Regions from separate parts of the Sus scrofa genome. Here region 2 is linked to region 1. A link is a contact called in public HiChIP or PLAC-seq data. All regions are on one chromosome and are shown on one strand. Each heading gives the region's core, a stretch centred on a gene start, on an enhancer-like site or on the middle of the called end of the contact. The rest is flanking DNA. Distances are from core to core; before and after follow the strand shown. Region 1 holds the start of AKNA (AT-hook-containing transcription factor). Region 2 holds the start of ATP6V1G1 (ATPase H+ transporting V1 subunit G1).

Evidence for each region. HiChIP or PLAC-seq counts read pairs in DNA pulled down with a chosen protein or histone mark.
Region 2: an H3K27ac HiChIP or PLAC-seq map of alveolar macrophages shows a contact between it and region 1. The contact joins the promoter of ATP6V1G1 here to the promoter of AKNA in region 1. A contact is called at or near these places in 2 of 47 Hi-C or Micro-C datasets (liver and retroperitoneal adipose tissue) and 2 of 2 datasets of contacts at active chromatin or transcription factors (alveolar macrophages and skeletal muscle).

What each region holds. Positions count from the first base shown.
Region 1 is chr1:255,002,003-255,008,451 of Sscrofa11.1, reverse strand. It overlaps AKNA (AT-hook-containing transcription factor), which reads left to right and starts at 3,999. Exons shown (of 22, transcript XM_003480581.4): 1 at 3,999-4,078.
Region 2 is chr1:255,148,263-255,154,711 of Sscrofa11.1, reverse strand. It overlaps ATP6V1G1 (ATPase H+ transporting V1 subunit G1), which reads right to left and starts at 2,803. Exons shown (of 3, transcript NM_001190194.1): 1 at 2,633-2,803. The coding sequence starts at 2,714.

The sequences.
Region 1 (6,449 bases), core at 2,750-5,249:
AGTATCCCTGAAAGCGCAGCCCCTGCCAGGGGGTGCTTGTGTGCTCCTTTCCAGTTCTAGCACCCTGCAGGGAATGACCTTCACCTTGCTGCCGAGGGCTTTGTCAGGCCCCAGGTCTGACATCAGACCCCAAAGCCTGTGTGGTCATGGGCAAGTGATTTCACCTTTTTGAGCCCAAGTTCTGCATCGAGAAAATGGGTGTGGGGGCTGAACAGTGGTCCCCAAAGATAACCAGATTCCTGATATTGTGGATATTACCTTATATGGCAAAGGGAGATGTGACTAAGGCCTTTAGATGGGGAGGTTATTCTAGATTTTATCACAAGGGTCCTTGCAAAAGGGAGACAGAGATGACACAGCAGAGGAAAAGGTGTTGTGATGATGGGAGCAGAGGTTGGAGCGATGCAGTTTGAAAATGGAGGATGGGGCCGTGAACCCAGAAATACAGGCAACCATTTAGAAGCTGAAAAAGCCAAGGAGGTGGGTTAGCCCCAAGAGCCTGCTAAAGAAACCTGCCTTGCTGATACCTTGACTTGAGCAAGATGAGACTGATTTTGGATTTTTGAGAACAAATTAGCGATTGATTGAATGGTTGATTGGTTGGTTGGTTGGTTTTGGCCACCCTCACAGCTTGGGGAAGTTCCAGGGCCAGGGAACGAACCTGTGCCACAGCAGTGACAACACCAGATCCTTAACGAGCTGAGTCACCAGGGAGCTCCTGAATCAGTGTTGTTTTAAACCAGTGGTAATTTGTTACAGCAGTCACAGGAAATAAATGCAATGGGAATACTGCTACTTGCTTCTGATGGAGGCTGGGATGCTGTGTGTGAGCTCAGAGTACCAGGCTCAGAGTCAGCGCCAGGGGGATAATTGCAGTCAGGATGATGGTGAATGAAGGAGCCCTCTGGCTTTACAAACATCACCTTTCCCAGGCCCAAGTCCTTGTGCCTCTGTTCTGAATTGAGAGGCTTTTGCCGCTTATGGATTCGTCCTGTGAATTTCAGGCCGGTTACTGACATGCCTCAGGGCAGGTCATGACTTCCCTGTCTTGAACCAGCCACCTCCCCATTCAATCCAAACCCAAGGGGGTGAGGGAGCTCCCAGCAGCTGCTGCCCACGGTCCCACACGTGTGCTCTGAATAAGAGACAAGAATGAGTTTCTGGAACTGTTGCTTCTGAAATTCCTGGGCCTGACTTGGAGGCTGTAAGTCATTGGGTGGGAGGGTTCCCCTTCCAGCGGAACTTTAAGCCTAGGAAGATTCCTCTGCAAGTGTGTTTAGAAAGGCAAAGTTACTTGCCCAAAGTTGCACAGCTAGTGAGTGGTAGAGGACAAATTTGGACTCCCGGCTGCCTGAGCTGCACAACATGATGCTCCAAAATAAGGACATGTCTTGCTGTCCTTTGAAGGTCCCCAGCAACTGTGCCTGAGCTATAGCAGCTTGGATACCTGGAGAGGGAGGAGCGGAGGTCCTCCTGGCCATGCATACCTGTGGCCCCAACATCTTTACTCACCAGTGCTGTAGGGGGAAGACGCAGCTCGACGCTTTCAGTCTGCAGCTAGACGAAAGACAAAGCAGGAAGAGGGTGAGCTGGGACCATCCAAGCCAGCACTGGGTGAATTGGCCTTCAAATCATGCGGAGCCATTTCTGCTTCGGAGAAAGCAGGGCGAGGGGTGGAGTAGCCCCCTGTGAGGATCACAAGGACAGAGAACAAGGCACACCCCAGAGAGTCCACACTTCAGAGTCTGACATCTGGAATAGAATTCTCCTTCCACCACGTCCTGGCTGTGTGATCTTGGGCAGGTCACTTAACCCCTCTGAGGCTCCGTTTTCTCCTCTTTTCTTTTTTTTTTTTTTAATCACGGTATATATTTATTTATTTTTATTCTTTTTTTTTAAAAATTAAGTATAGTTGATTTACAGGGTTGTATTAGTTCCAGGTGTACACAGCAAAGTGTACAGCAAATATATATATATATATATATATATATATATATAAATATATATATATATTTCAGATTATTTTCCAGTATAGGTTATTACAAGATACTGATTTTTAAAATTTACAATGTTGTGCCGATTTCTGCTGTACAACAAAGTGATGCAGTAATACATACATACATATATATATATATATATATATACATCCCCTTCCTTATATAATTTATATAATTTTCTGTCATGGTCTATCCCAAGAGGCTGGCTCTAGTTCCCTGTGCTGTACTGTGGGTCCTTGTGGTTCATCTGTTTTATATGGAGGACTATGTATCTGTTAATCCCCCAAACTCCTAATTTATCCGTCCTCCGAACCCTTTTTCCTTTGGTAGCCCCAAAGTATCTGTGAGTCTATTTCTGTTTCTATTTCTATTTCTGTCTATTTCAGTATCTGTGAGTCTATTTCTGTTTCGCAAATAAGTTTATGTGTGTCATGTTTTTTAGATTCCACATACAAGGGATATAGTAATTGTCTCATTTTTAAATGGGGGAATATACTAACCAAACTTGTGAGTTATTGGAAGGAGTATCTAAAATGTTTGCCCTGGCAAAGAGTAAGCCTCCGTGAATAGAAGCTACTACTATGATTATCATTTAATAAGTGTGTGGGAGTCACTGGCAACCCGGGAAATGGCAAAGAGCTTTCTGCCAAGAGGAAAGAGAACTGGCCTGCAACACAGCTGGATGCCAGACCTTGGGCAACTCACTTCCTGTCTCTGGGCCTATCATACCCCCTTCCCTCTGTGAAATAGGACTGGTCTAGGAAACTTTTTTTGGGGGGGGGTGCTTTTTTGGGGGTCACACACATAGACGTTCCCAGGCCGAGGGTCAAATCGGAGCTACAGCTGCCCACCTACACCACAGCCACAACAACACGGGATCCTTGACCCACTGTGCGATGCCCGGGATCAAACCTATGCCCCCATGGATACTAGTCGGGTTTGTTTCTGCTGAGCCACGATGGGAACTCCTGAGCAACCCTTTAAATTAGTGTTATTCATTTATTTCTTATATACCTAATGCTATGCTTATTTATTTACTCCCCTCAGCAACCCTGTGAAGTGAGTTAAAAATTCCATTTACATGCTAGCAGCCAGCAGCAGAAGTAGGGCGAGAGCCTAGGCCAGTTTGACACCTTACACTGCCACCCTTCACAGTGAGCTTTCTGTGAATAATGGATCATTTATGTCCCATTCTCACTGCAGGACCTTGGGCTAGTTCTCATCTCTTTCCAGGCCTGCGTTTCCCTGCTTATCTAATGATGATTTGGAGTAGAATGCGCTTGGGGAGGTGATGGTAATACCTACCTATCTCATAGGAGAGGACTGAGCATAGCAAGAGTATACCACAGTATCTGACACGTCGTTAAGTGCTCAAGAAAACTTTATTATAACTGTTATGAACCAGTCATTTCAGCTATCAAAGTTTGTGGTTTTGGAGTTCCTGTGATCTTTTCTGTGCCAACTCCTCTTGGAGTTCCCGACGTGGTGCAGCGGAAACAAATCCGACTAGGAACCATGAGGATGTGGGTTCGACCCCTGGTCTCGCTCAATGGGTTAAGGATCCGCGTTGCTGTGAGCTGAGGGGTTAGGTCACATACGGGGCTCAGAAACTGCGTTGCTGTGGCTGTGGCGCATGCAGGCAGCTGTAGCTCCGAATCAACCCCTAGCCTGGGAACTTCCATATGCTGCGGGTGCGGCCCTAAAAAGCAAAAGCAAACCAAAAAAAAATTGTGTTTTTTTTTCTCATTGTGGCTCTGTGCGATCCTGCACAAACGTCTTAACTCCAGGCCTCAGTCTCCCATCTGCAGTCGGGCGGGTTCCAGAAGGACACGCACTCTCCCAGATTTGAGATTTTCAGTCCCAGGGCCGCCTCCAAACCCCTGGGGGAGGGCCGTAGGCTGCCGCCTCTCTGTGATTGGTGGAACTTCCAGAGACCGCGCCTCCTAGGGCCGCGCCCAGGCCGTCACAGGCGGGCCTCCCGGATTATGCAAAATGTCGTCGCCCCGCCCCGCGCCCGGATTGGAGGCCTTTGTTTGCCGCTCAACTCCAGGAAACCACCCGCGCGCCGCGGCGGCCGGCAGGTGAGACTCGGGGAGGGGCTCGCGGTGGGTCTGGGGCGGGTCCTGGCCCCTCGCTGGGTCTCAGTTTCTCCGTCGGGGGAATGGGGAGGAGAGTGGACAGCGTGGATGAGCTCGGAACCACAGGGACCGAGCTGCTTTCGGTCTCTCCCACGTGGAAACCCCTGCGCACAGGAAGGAGACGGATCACGGCTCCGGGAATGAGAGGGAACCCTGGACTAGCTATCAGGGTCCGATTCCAAACCCCGCCGTCTTTGAGGCCACCCTCAAGCCTCAGTCTCCACCTCCGCGCAATGGGGGCGTAGACCTTTTTTCTCCCTCTCTCTCTTCCAGCTGTGGCTGGGCACAGGGAGGGGAGGGGTCCCCAGGGAATCCGGGGGTGGTCCTTGGCGGGGCCTCAGGCAGTGTTTGGGTTGGAGGTGTGGCCCGGGTAGCTGTGGTTACGGGAGAGGTGGGACTTCTCTGCCCTGGGATTTGTGTGATATTCGTTCACCCGGCAACAACCTGCGCAGCCTGACAACTCGGAGCCACACGTCCTCCCCGGACGCCTAACGCAAGTTTCTTTTCCTCTTTTTGGCAGGGGTAGGGAGGTAGGGCAGGGGCCAGCGCGAGGGTGGGCAGCTCCGGCAGTGGTAGGAACTGAACCGGACTGCAGGAATAAGGCCAGCCTCTCTCGATACACAGATGGCGATACTGAGGCTCAAAGCGAGGCTGAGACTTGCCCAAGGGCGCACGGCGGGGCGGGCACAGAGCTGGCTTCTCCCCAGTGTGAAGGGTCTGGCACTCGCAGAACCAGAGGCTTTTTGCTGCGCCACCTTGGACAAGACTCTTCCCTGCTCCTTCCCCTGGCTTCTTTTGGGGGAAACAAACAAACAAAAAAACAGGTTGGAGTGGGTCATTATCTGCGTTTCTAAAGCTTCTTCTAGGTAAGAAAGTTGGAAAGCAAAGTTACTGATAACGAATCCGGGCTATTTGGGAGCTGAGAAGAGAAGCTGAGAGAGGCCACAGTAAAAAGAGACATTGTTCCTGTCCTCTAGATGGGAAGGAGAAGAAAAGATTAAAACTGAAGCATGAAGGACTGAGGTTAGATACATATAGGGACTTCCAAAGAGACATTTCCAGGCACCTTCTTTGGAGTTGATAGATTTTATTTTTTGCATGTTGGTTTTGTTCTGTCAAGAAAGAGAATTTCTGCCTATCCATTTGAGGGGGCCTAAGTCTGGCTTACTTACCAAAAGGGGATGGACACCATGGTCTTTGGGGGACTATTTGGTTTATTCCCAAAGGCAGTCTCAGTTCTTCAGAAAGAAGGAGAAAGTGCCCACGTGAGACCTTTGCTTCCCAAAGTCCGGTGGTTTGCATTTGAAACATGTGATTGGGTTGTTTCTTGCAAGGGGGTTTCATCAGCTCCCATCAGCCTGTGGAGTCCACCAGAAACGCCAGGGTTTCCAGAGAGACTGGGAGTGGTCCCGGCACCACGGCTGTCATGCTGAGAGGGTATTTTGGAAACTAGTGCACACCAAGAGCATTTCCATTTATCCTCATGAGGTGGGGAAGAAAGGGTTTGGGGTGTTTTTTTTTTTTTTTTAGGACCACACCCTTGGCATATGGAAGTTCCCAGGCTAGGGACTGAATTGGAGCTACAGCTGCCAACCTATACCACAGTCAGAGCAGCACCAGACAGATCCAAGCCATGTCTGTGACCTACACCACAGCTCACAGCAATGCCAGATCCTTAACCCACTAAGCGAGGCCGGATATTGAACTGGCGTCCACACACACACCAGTCAGGTTCATTTCTGCTGAACCACAGCAGGAACTCCGAAAGAGTTTTTTAAGCATCCAGCTGAATCACTAGCTGAATTCCAGGTCCTTTTTATGTTTCCTCAGTCCTGGGAGGTGGGACAGATCTGGAGACTGGAAGTTAGAAGAACTTGGATTGAATCCTCACCCTGGCTTCAGTTCTGAGTGCCTCAGTTTTCCCCTCTGTAGAATGGGAATGGAAATGCCACTTTAAGGTTCAAGTGATGTGGCATTAGAAAGTGTTGTTCAGGCCACATTCTAAGTTTGGAGATAAGGAAACTGAGGCTCAGAGAACGGAAGGAATAGCAACAATAACAACAGCTAGTGGCTATAGAATACTCTGTTCCAGCCGCTGTGCCAAGGCAAGGGTTTTACCAGCATGAGTTGGGGGGCAGGCAGGAGCTCTTGTTCATCTTATTACCCATCATCCTCTTTGTGCCCAATACAGAGCCATACATATGGTATGGTATTCAATACACTGTTGTTTATAGCCTAGATTATATCACTTAGTGTTCATATTGTTGGCATACAATGGGTGCTGTTACTATTTCATTTTACAAATGAGACCTCT
Region 2 (6,449 bases), core at 1,554-4,053, 150 kb before region 1:
GCAGCACATGAAGTTCCGGTGTCAGGGATCAAACCCTCGCCAGTGACCCGTGCCACAGCAGTCGCAATGGACCCTTTAACCACTAGGCCACCAAGGAACTTCTTCAAAGTTCAATTTTGATCAGCTTCTCTGAAAACCAAAAATAAATATTTGAACAGGAAATCATTTAAGTCTTGTTTTGTGGGCCTTACATGTGGAGGCCAGCATGTTGTTTCACGCCAATGAACCAAACTACGTGAGTTTTTTTTTTTTTTTTAAGTGTTATGGTCTAGACAAGGATTTCATGAAAAATTGGGACTGCATCATTTTACCACAGCATGCTCTGCCTCTTCTTGACTCCTAACTGGGCAAGTCAACCATAATTACAGATCAAGAAAGGCAATAACTTTTTAAAATTGTAGGTTTTCTCAATACCTCTGTTCCTAACTACTGCAAATTCTGAGATCTATATTAACCAACAAACTCACTTCTTTAAAACAAGTTCTTTCAGTCAAAGTGTAATAGCTACCTGAGATATACAAGCCCCAGCACCAGGCCTGATGGGATAAAGGAAGGTGTTTTTGTTTGTTTGTTTTTTGTCTTTCTGCCATTTCTTGGGCCGCTCCCGCGGCACATGGAGGCTCCCAGGCTAGGGGGGTCGAATCGGAGCTGTAGCCACCGGCCTACGCCAGAGCCACAGCAACGAGGGATCCAAGCTGCATCTGCAACCCACACCACAGCTCACAGCAACGCCAGATCCTCAACCCTCTGAGCAAGGCCAGGGATGGAACCCACACCTCATGGTTCCTAGTAGGACTCGCCAACCACTGCGCCATGACAGGAACTCCAAGGAAGGTCTAAAACATGACCCCTACCTCCAAGGCTCTCAGAATCACTCTTACCACACGCCAAGTATTTGTTCCTGCACTTCCCCAAATATTCTCACATGCTTCCCAACAGATACAACTTCTGCTGCTGCTGAACCATCACAGGACAAACTCTGAGAAGTCATTCTGGAAATACTGCATCAAGGGCATGATCAGAAATACTCCATTAGGAACGAAGAACTTTCTAGTCACCAGGGCAAGAATAGAAGGCCTGTTCCCATTTCCAACTCCCTCAAAGAAAGCTTTTCCAAAAAAATGGAGAGTACCACACAACCCCTAACTGAGAAAGTACAAGAGTCATGCTTGAAATCTACTGGAGTATGTGATAAGAATATAAGTATTGTATGCAAAAAACCCCAAGAAATTACTAAGAGTAATAGTTTTTGGTATTGTACCCCAGCTACGGTCATACTATTTGTTTCTGAGTCTCATTTTTCCCATCTGTAAAACAGGAATAAAAACATCTATCTCACCAGATGGGAAACTGAATATAGATAGTTAAATTAGACACGGTCCTTCTCCTCCAGGAGCTTAGTCTAGGGACTGAGCCATATAAACAAACAGGCTATTGCACTGTAATGAGAGAAGTAGGCACTTGGGAGAGGACTCCTAGCCTAGTCTGAGAGGAGAAGACCAAGTGAGAGAAGGCTTCCTGGAAAAACTACTGCCTAAATTTTGAGATCTCAAAGAAGATGAAGGGTTACAGGATAAAGAGAGTAAACTAGGGAAAGGCTCTTCCAATCAGAGGCACCAGCTCTGCAGAGGCTTGCAGGTGACACCCACCAAGGTGCCTTTGAGGAATCACTAAGTCTGGCGACAGTACCTAGAAGTGAGAAGAAAGCCAGAGCCTGATCCAAAAGCACCTCCTACACCCTCTTTAAGGAATTTAGGCTTTATTCTGCAGGCACTAAAGGTGTGTCTGACTGTAGGAGAGGTGGGGAAGTCATATTTGCATTTGAGAGGTACGACTCTGACTGCAGAGAGGAAAAGACGGGAGGAGAGCAGGAAGCCGCCCACGAACCAATCCAGATTCAATCCACCTGTTAAGTACTATGGCAACCTCCTATTTCTCAACGCTGGCCCGCCTCTCACCTGAAATTAATCTACCCAATATTTGCTTCCTTCACTGGGGCTTTGAACACCGCCATAATGGAGACCACAGACATACAGGGTACTGCGTTTGGCACATATTAACAGCTTTGAAAAATACAAATAAAAACGGAATTAACAAACTAGGCTGCTACGGGGACCTCAGAGAACTTGGCGTCCTGGACGACGATGCTGGCTATCAGAATGCAGGAAAAGTGAACAAATAAACCCTGGCGACTTGGCTAAACATGGCGAATGAGGGAGGGTCTGAAACATGGCAAAGGACCGTGTGTTTCCAGATCGAGGATCAGTGTAGACGGTGGCTCCTTTCACTGAGAGCGAGGATCGCCAAAGGCCAAGTGGGAAGGGAAAAGACCATTTGAGTTCCGTTTGGAGATCCCGTTCCACACGCCTCCCAGACCCCAAGAAGGGTGTCCACCTACTATTGTGTCCCCGCCATATCTACCACCAAACGCCGCAACTTCCAGGAGACTGACAAGCCTTCCAGAGCCTAGGAGCCGGAAAACTGCGACTCACACAAGCTTCAGTGACTGTAACCACCACCCCTCCCCCGGCCTCGGCCTGGTCGCAGTCTTTCGGGCCTCACCCACCTACCGCCCCCCGCGGCCTGGCCGCAGTCCTTGGACTAGCGCTGGCCCCTACATCCCGAAACTCACGCTTGCGGGCCTCGGACACCTTCTCCGCGGCTCGCTTCTCGGCCTGGAGCAGCTGCTGGATGCCCTGCGACTGACTAGCCATGGCGGCAGCAACTCCGAGGTGTCCAGGAGCGGCCTAAATCGGCTGACTGGCCCTCTCCGCTCAACTGACCCGCCGCCCCAGGTCTGCGCAAGCGCAAGCGCCCCGCCCACCGTCACGTGACCTCCGCAAACGCGGTGTCAGCTGACTGCACTCGGCGTCTTATGACTCTGAGGGGATTGGGCCGAGACCGATGGGAGGAGGGTGAGCGGAGCGCCTTGACTGCGCTCGCGCAGGATTTTGTTTCATACTCTTGTTTCACAGCCCAAGGCCTTTTCAGTTCCTGTCTTTTGTGTAGTTTGGTGCTTGTGGCAGCTGTGCCAGGTAGTTATTGCGGTAATCTTTGACTTTACAGTACGCTCACATTCAGATCCAGAGAAAAGGGACTGAATCAAATCTCTTCACCTATTCTCCACACCACTTTATTCCCTCCCATTCTGGAATTTTCCTTGACAGTCAAAATATATTAGGAAGCGGGTTAAAGTTCTTGCCAGGCTCTTAGAGGCAATTGAGTTGGGAATACGGAGAGTTGGGGGTCCAGTCTGCCACTAATCTGTGTGGTTTGAGGAAGGTTGCTTTCCTTCTCTGAACCCAGGCTCAGGATAGGAAGTGTTTTTGATAAATGTTTGCTCAGTGCCCACGGAGACGCTAGACCGGTGGTGGTACTGAGGCTACCGCAGAGAGCAGGAGCAGCACGCTTTCAGTTTATGGACAAAAAGATTAACTAAACCAAATCGAAAATTACAAACCGTGGTACAAAGTCATGAAGGAAAAATGCAGGTTGCTTTAAGAAGGAGTAATGTGAGGGTGATGTGGCAGTATCTTTGAAGACTCTCCCAAGGAAGTGGTGCTTAAAATGAGACTAGAAGCAGAAGTTAACCAAGGAAGGATGTTAGGGGACCTTGGGATGGGTGTGATTAGAGGTATATGTGGATTTTGGGGAACGACTTGGCTCAGAGACATCTCCAACTACAAATAGGTAGAAAGCCAGCGGTGGAGTTTTACCATGTGACAAGCCGTGTCCTAAACACTTGACAGCTCTTGACAGTAATTTGGAAGTAATGTTATTAGCTCCAGTCTATAGCTGAACAAATTGAAGCTCAGAGAGGTTAAGTAACCTGCCCAAAGTCATACACTTATTAACTGTCAGATAGGGTGTTTGAATCCAGCCAGGTCTGCAGAATGGAACATCTAACCCACTGTGCTCTTCTGTAAAAATCTTGTCCCCTGTGGAAGGAACTAGATGATCTACAATTCACCAAGCACTGAGAACATAGAATCATTCCAGAACTCTTTAACAGAAGTATCTCTATACTCCAAGAGAAGTTGGATTCCTGCCTCAGGATGTTTTCATTTGATGAAATGGGGGTCAAAAGGAGGCTAAAATCTGAAATTCCTATCGGTTCCTGATGTAAGAACTGGTACTTGTCCAATCAATGATTTTCTGGGAAATTTTTCTATTTTTGGTGTTTTAAGAAAACAATTTATTCAGTCAGCAGAGACAAATACACACTTCTAAGGGTGGAGTGGAGATTGAAAGAGATGGAGTATATCAGAAGAAAAAACAATCCTAAAAAACTGCTGCAGAAAGATGCATGCACCCCAATGTTTACAGCAACGTTACTAACCATTGCCAAGATATGGAAGCAGCCTAAGTGTCCATCAACAGACGAATGGATAAAGAAGATGTGGTTGGTTGGACTTCTCTTGTGACATAGCGGGTTAAGGACCCAGTGTTGACACTGCAGCAGCTTGGGTTGCTTGTGGTGCAGCTTCAATCCCTGGCCCAGGAATTTCCACATGCTGTGGACGTGGCCAAAAAGAAGATGAGTATATATTTACAATGGAGTACTACTACACTATTTTTTTTTAAAGAATGTGATTTTTGACATTTGCAACAACATGGATGGACTTGGAGAATATTACGCTTAGTGAAATAAATCAGAGAAACAAATACTGTATGATAGCCCTTATACATGGAATCTAAAAAATACAACAAACTAGTGAATATAACAAAAAAGGAAAACTCACAGATATAAGGAGTAAACTAGTGGTTACTGGTGGGGAGAGGGAAGCTTTTCTAGTTTAAAGGTTCTGCTTTCTGGCTGTTGACAAGTGGGATCTTAATAGAAACTCAAACCAATACTACACAAGAGGTGCCCCACAAAATAGTGCAGCCCACACAAAGTCCAGAAAGGTTACTCCCCAAAACAGTCTAAAAAAGCGAGGACCTTTGTTACGTCACTAATAAAGCAATGAAGGTTGAGACCACAAAGGCCCCTCATGGACTGGAACCTCTTATGACAAACTCCCCTGGGAGGTGGCATGGCTGGACAGAGGGACTGGTAGGAAGCCCAGTCTGTTTGACTGGCTGCCAAACACACGTCTTTATGTAAGTACACCTTCCAGATGGCAGAGACCAGAGATATTCCAATGGGTTTATAAGCCAAGCTCTTAAGACCTAGAGCAAGACAAAAGGCAAGCTTAATCAGACCAATGGCATTCTTCCTTATGACAATGGATGCAAAAGACAGAATCAAAGAAAAACAGAGATCATCTCTGGGAGGAAAAGGATCAACACACCAAGAGCATGCAATTGAATTTCAGACCGAGAGTTGCTGAGTCCATGGAATTAGTCCTACAAATATTTCCTCCTGCTAATTCAGGTTTAGAAAAGAGAAAAAGCTCTTACCATTCCTGTTTGCAACAGATCCTGCAGGCAGAGATCCAGGAGACTGACTGACAGCGTAAGGATTCTCATTTTCTGCCTGGTTTTGTCAGCTGTCCCAGGATCTCTTAGCTGCGGGAGCTTCGGGGTGAATAGTCTCCAGTCGGTAAAGTTGCATCCCTTCCTTGTTAGTGAGGAAGAAAATCTCCTCTACTCTTCTAGCTTCCTCTCGCTGGTCTAAGAATTAAATTGACATGAAGCAGATTAACAGGAGCAAATCAAACAAAGCTTGATATTGTGTGTGCATGGAGAGAACCAGGAAAACTGAGTAACTCCCCAAGTGGCTGAGACCTTCACCTTGAATGCTATCCTCAGCTGAAACTAAAGAGGCTGTTGGGAATAGGGGTTTGGGACTTCCGAAGGGAGGAAGGGCAATTGGCAGGGAGATGGAAAAGCAAATGTTTGATGAATACATATGTGCTGGGTCCTGCAGAGACGTGGGACACAGAACGGACTCTGGTCTCCAAGAGTTTCCCCCACAACTGGCCCCTATTCTTTGCAGTCATCTCTGATGAGAGCACTATTCCTGTAACCGGTCCTCTATAAATTCTTCAAGTGGCTAAGGGGAAGGTCAGAGTTTCTTCCTGAGTCTTTTGGGCCTTGATTATTTTCAGTTCAAAATAATCGGCATGGAAGTCCCTGCTGTGGCTCAGCAGTCACAAACCCCTGACTAGTATCCATGAGGATGTGGGTTCCATTCCTGGCCTCGTTCAGTGGGTTAAGGATCTGGCATTTCAGTGAGCTGTGGAGTAGAGCAGCTGTAGCTCTCGTATGATCCCTAGCCTGGGAACCTCCATGTGCCGCAGGCATGGCCTTAAAAAGACAAATAATAATAATGATACTCAGCATGCCAAAGAGACATTTTAGGGTGGCAAGCTTTGCTCCCCTACAGTTGCTTGTGGGGCTGAGGGGAGGGGAATGAAGAATGATGGCTAACTGGTACAGGGTTTCTTTTGAGGTGAGGAAAATGTCTGGAATTAGATGCCGTGATGGCTGCATGCCCTTGGGAA